Regions from separate parts of the Sus scrofa genome. Here region 2 is linked to region 1. A link is a contact called in public promoter capture Hi-C data. All regions are on one chromosome and are shown on one strand. The core of a region is the stretch at or near the end of the contact, and the rest is flanking DNA. Distances in the headings are between cores, read along the strand shown.

Region 1 (2,700 bases), core at 85-2,584:
CGGAGGACTCCGTCAAAAAATAAAATATAAAATAAAAAATGGAACCATCATTTTAGAATGTGGAGAGGAACATTTGGGGGAGCAAGAAAGGGCCCACTGGGCAAGCAGGCAGCGGTCAGAGCTCAGGGGACCGTGGGGAGGGGGGGCAGGGGCCTTGGTGCTGGCCCCCAACTTGCAGCCTCCCCCTTTGCTCGTCCTACCCTGCACTCCTGGGACCCACAGGGGACAGCACGGGCAGTGGGGTGGATGCCCCCTCCCGCCCTGGACTCCTGGGCCTGCCTCCCCAGCCCTCCTCGGCCAGGTCCCAGCCAGCCTGGCCCCTCAGCTGCGCTGGCCGCTGGCCCTGGCCTCTCTCCAGCTCTGCCTGGTGCAGCTTCAATGACTTGCAACCTGATCAGATCGCTTCCCTTCCAGAAGCTAAGTTCCTAGAGGACAGGCAGCCGTCTTGGGTTCCTGGGTTCAGAGCCCAGTTTACTAACGGCGCTTTTTTCGCTCTCCCTTCTCTCTCTGTCAAACTTTTTATTTCACTCCTGTGTTCCCCTCTCTCTCCCCTTCCTTTGGCACCTCTCTCTCTCCAGGAAAGAACAGGCTGGCGAGAGCTGCTTTTTAACCTCAGGGGGGTTCGCAAACGTGCAGGGGAGGAAAGACAAAGGCAGCGGGTCCCTTTGCCCCCTGCGCAACCCGGGCAGAAGGGCTGAGCAAGGACACCGGCCCCGAAAGGACACAATGCGCAACGTGGGAAAAGCGCTAAGGAAGTCAGTGCGGCAGGGGGGGCTCGAGATGGAGTGGTGCCCGCGGGTCGCATCCTCTTTAGAGACATCCATACATCTGGGCAGAGGACAGGGGGAGATAAGGAGATAGAAAACCCGGACAGGATAAGGGCGGGGTGGGGGATTTCCTGGAATATTAGAATGTCATTTTAACAATAAGTACAACTTCTGGAAGAAAAAGGGAAAGGGGCCGGGGAGAGTATGGGGTGCGGGTTCCCAGCGCCGAGGGAAGGGGAAGGGGCTGGCCTGGCACCGGGGGGCCTTGGGGCGGGGAGACTGAGCTGAGCGGGCATGGCCCCCAGAAGGAAAAAGGCGTGTGTGTCGTGGAGGGGGGAGAACCGGGCAAAGACACCCACCAAATGCACAGGCCCCCAAGCCCAGAATGGCAGGCTGGGTGTGAAAGCCAAGCTCCCTGGCACCCAGCACAGTTTGAGACCCCAACCCCGAGATCCGCCCCCCTCCCCGCAAAAACCTGCGGCTTTTTTCCCTTGCGCTTCCTAACATTTCATCTAGAAAATTCCAAGTGATCCCACTTCCTGCGAGCTTCCCAGGCATTCCACGCTCTCTGCTGACCTCTGGTGGGGGAGGCGCTCTACGGCCCAGAAAAGGGGCCGGACACGGGGGAGCCCACCTGCCCTGCCTTCCCCGCGCCCCCCACCCAGAGTCCTGGCGCCCCTGCATCCTGGCCAAGGGGTGGGCTGCACGTGGGGGGGGGTGACGAGCACGAAGGTAAGGAAAGCTTTCTAGACGCCCCAGAAGATGCGGCGTGTAGGCGAAGAATGTGGGAATAAAGTTTGTTAACTTAAAGAAGAGGATTTTCATGGCAGAAGGGGGAAAACTTTTGCCCGACGTTGATGTATTTTATCAGGTCCTTTGATTTTTCAACTATGAAAGAAAGAGAGCAGGGGACGCGTCTAAGGATGGGCACGGCGGGCAGGTTTCACTGGGAACGGATACGTTCCCATGACGGAAGGGACTCGGGAGGCCCTGGCAGGAGTTCTCGAGGCCCTTCTCGAACAGATGAGCTCATGATTTTACAGCTGCTGCGGGGCGGGGGAGTGGCAAGGATGCCTGTTCTCTTTGGAACCGAGGAACCTGGCCCCAGCCGCCATCAGAGGCAACCTCCCCTCCCCTGGAGACTTGGCCTCAACAAGGCAGAAGTGACCTTCCCCCAAGTCCAGGGTCAGGCCTGGGATGGAGGACAGGGGTCCCAACTTAGCTGGGAAGACTCTTCCTAGTAAGCATGCTCCTTAGCACACAGGGGTTTTGCAGCCCTGAGAGGTTGGGGGGGGGGCGGTAGAGGGGGGAAAATGAGAACTAGCCCTGCCATCTCCGAGACCCTCAAACCCCAACGACGTGCTCATGGATGAAAAAGCGATAAGGAGTCCCCCTCAGCCAGTATGTTCTGAGACAGCATCGCACATCCACCCCAAATCCTATTCCCTCATTTCCCTGCATCCTCCCATACTGTCTCAAATGCCACCTCCTCCAGGAAGGCTCCCTGGGTTTCCCTGATGGAAAAAGGGACCTCTGCCCACATCTGGAGTTCTTTTCTAGCTCTCGATTGGGGTGAGAAAAAAGTCCCACACTCCTCTGCTTCCTGCAAAGATTCTTCTGTGATGGGTACCCAGAAATTATTAATTATGAATCCAGGGGCAAGAGCGAGGCCTGGAGTTTCCTGTGCAATCTGCCATTTTGGAAGGCAACTTGAAAGGGCAGAGTGTGTGTCTGCGGGGCTGGCGGGCGTCAGGGAGGGGGTGTTTGGCATACCTGTTCTAGTCAAACTTTTTAGGAGAGACTCGAAGAAGTTTTACAGTGAGAAGGACACACCCCTCACTTTTCAGATGGGGAAAGCAGGGACCCAGAAGATAAAGGATTTGCCCAAGGCCCCAGAACTGGTTCCCGGAAGGCCCAGGGCACGCAGGCGGGC
Region 2 (2,770 bases), core at 143-2,642, 550 kb before region 1:
CTGCTTTCAGAAGGGGGGCAAGATGCTGAACAGACAAGAAAGCACTCCACGGATGAAGACGCCTCTGTCCTTTGAGGCAGTGCTCCTGGAGGAGTGGGCAATGCTCGGAAGACTGGGGACCACAGCGCCTTTCCTGGGGCTTCACTCTTCCCTTTCCTCAGACATCGCCTGGGGGTCCTTAGCAGATTCAGAGCCCAGGAGAGCCTGGCCCTCTGGAATGTTCCAAAGGAAACAGCATACAAGTTTCCAAGGTATGGAGGGAGCTGCCAGGGGGGAGGGAGCCACCAGCCTGAGCTGTGGGCGCCTTCGGATGCAGGCTCTTCTGTCCCCAGGGTCCCCTCCCCATCAGCAGAGTTCAGGAGGAGAGCCAGGGCCAGAGGGGAAGGAAGGGGGCTCCGGGACCCCAACTGTGAGGGGGCGGGAATGAGGCTGCGCTCACATCCTGAATGACCCCGCCCAGGGTGGGGCTGCCAGGAACTCTGCACACCCTCTCTGGGAGCAGATAGCTTGAAACCCGGAGAAAGTTCTAGAGGAAATACTACTCGCTGACCAGAGAGGGTGCTGTTGCCTCACAAATGAGCTGCCCAAGGCAGCTGCTGGAAGACATCTCTGGGCCAAGGACTCGGAAAAGTTTCCATCTGCAAGCAGTTGGAACAAGGCCGGGTACCGACAGGCTGGCCTTTCTCCTGCTGGCCAGGGAGGCCCCCTGGAGTCCCTCCCAGCCTGGGGAGCGGGAAGAGGGCTCTCAGAGCGCAGGACCCTCCTTTGTAGCTCAGTGGGTCCCCCAGGCCGCCCTGTGTCACAAACTTCTAGGAGTGTCACAACGCCGCCGTGAAAGCCAACCCTGTGCTAAACGCTTTCCAAACATTTCCTCGAGTCCCCACGATCACCTGGGGGGCTGGGGAGGGTGGGGTCCCCCCGCCCCCACCCGCCGCAGAACCTCCGAGCAAGCAGGCTGTCTCTTGTCCAGGTCCCAGGCGGCCAGGCATTTGGGCCTGGGTCTCCCCGGCTCCCTGATGGTACTGGGGGGCCCTGTGGCAGGGGGGCCTCAAGCTTCAGGATGGGCTTCCTGCTCACTAAGCGCTTGCCTCTATTTGCGGGGGTCGGGGGTGGATAGGGGGGTAGGTGCCTGGCTTCCCCGGTTGGGGACGTGGCCCCAGCTGGGTCTGGGAGTTTGGGTCCTGGGCTCTTCTGCCTCCTGGCTGGGCTTCAGTGTCTCCACATCTGAGCTGCCCCCAGGGAGAGGGGGTGTCCTGGATGCACTGCACCCCTGGAGGAGTTTCCGTGAAACCATCAGCTCCGGCCAGATGTTCTTGGTTCTTCAGCCACATTTTTATGGCCTTAGAGAGGGACCCTTTCCCTGTTTTTCAGGAAGGGAGGAACACAGGGGAGGAAGTTGGGCTCAGGCCGCCTGGTTGACGTTGCAGTGCTGGTCAGGAGGCCAGGGCTGGGCCCCCCGCCTCTGCTGAGCCAGCAGCAAGCCGGGCTCAAGCCCGTCCGTCAGGCTGGGGAAGACGGGAGACGAAAGATGTGTTTTCTTTGCACATTTACGCATGAACGAGAGAGAGCGCGTGGGATGGAAAAGGGACCAGGCAGCCACGAGCACGACCGCTCCCACGCCTGGGTTTACGGAAAAGCACACGGCGGCAGTTCCATGTCCACAAATGCCGCCTTTTTTCCACCGGCGACTGCACTGCCAGCTAATCTGGCCCATTTCTCAGGGCCACTCTGAGATTTTGTAAATAAAACCGACGAAGACCACTGGCAAAAACTGAAGGTTGTCAGGGAAAACTTGCTCATTTGATGCCAACTGGCACTAACTGGGCATACTGAAATCCTGGGGGGGCTTCTTGAAATCTCAGAACGGGGGGTTTTCTAAATGACTTGACATCTGTCCACGGCTGCTCACTCAAGCAGGGCCCATCATTAGGGGGGCTCGGGCTCCACCCTGGGTCCCCAGAAGGTGGACGAGATGGCAGCTGTGCCCTCCTCTGCCCCGTGGCCTCTCGGGATCCCAGAGGCCCTCTGAAGGCTCTGCCTGGCACGGCTTGAAATGGATACAGGAAACATATGGTTCTGGAGGCTTCTTCTCCCTGCTTATTGCAGTTGCAGGGACAGCCGGCAGGGGGCCCCATCTCCGCTCTCTGCTGGTGATTCTGCAGGTGATCACTTACTTTGCCGGCCCCAGAGCCCATGCCACCCCCGAGGCCGGCCTGGGGTTCTCCCCACGCCCGCAGCTGCTGGCTCTAAGGGTGGGCTCCTTCCAGGCCTGCTGGGCCTCCCACTCAGTCAATTCCTTTCCCTCCTCCAGGGGCTGTGTAACATGACAGCACTCATGCACCCTAATCCAGGCCTCCCAACCCCAGGGCGCCAATTCTCCTCTCCAGAGGATACATGCCAACAGCTGGAGATGTTTCACGGTCACGACCGGAGAGAGGGGCTCCTGGCATCCAGTGGGTACAGGGCCGGGATGACACAAAACACCTCCCAACCCAGAGGATACCCCACAGCTGAGAACTGTGCAACCTCAAATGTTAAGGGCAGGTGGAGAACCCGCTGAAATCTACTCAGCCTGCTCCCTAGTGATGGATGTTCATTGAGTCCCAAACAGTTTGCTCTTATAAACATGCTGCAAAACCCACTTCTGTACCCGGTTTACCATGCCACCCTTGAATATGGCTGATGGCGTATAGGATGCCGCCCTGCTTGGGAAAAAAGAAAAAAGTTAGGATGCACATCTGTATTGATGAGATGCCTCTGGAAGGCAGCA

The links. Promoter capture Hi-C pulls out the DNA fragments that hold promoters and counts their contacts.
Region 2: a contact with region 1 is called in a promoter capture Hi-C map of fetal skeletal muscle, with 10 times the contacts expected there. The contact joins two enhancer-like sites. A contact is called at or near these places in 1 of 5 promoter capture datasets (fetal skeletal muscle), 13 of 47 Hi-C or Micro-C datasets (brain, embryonic fibroblasts, epiblast stem cells and 8 more) and 1 of 2 datasets of contacts at active chromatin or transcription factors (skeletal muscle).

Annotation. Positions count from the first base shown.
Region 1 is chr17:59,011,820-59,014,519 of Sscrofa11.1, reverse strand. All of the region lies in intron 1 of GNAS (GNAS complex locus), which reads right to left. Among named protein-coding and RNA genes, the nearest start is that of GNAS, 28 kb to the right of the region's middle. Within about 2 kb of position 1,334, at least 19 of the 83 cell types and tissues checked have an H3K27ac peak or open chromatin away from gene starts, as enhancers often do. A contact at or near this core is called in fetal skeletal muscle, where this site is marked.
Region 2 is chr17:59,558,198-59,560,967 of Sscrofa11.1, reverse strand. No RefSeq gene overlaps it. Among named protein-coding and RNA genes, the nearest start is that of EDN3, 130 kb to the right of the region's middle. Within about 2 kb of position 1,392, at least 22 of the 83 cell types and tissues checked have an H3K27ac peak or open chromatin away from gene starts, as enhancers often do. A contact at or near this core is called in fetal skeletal muscle, where this site is marked.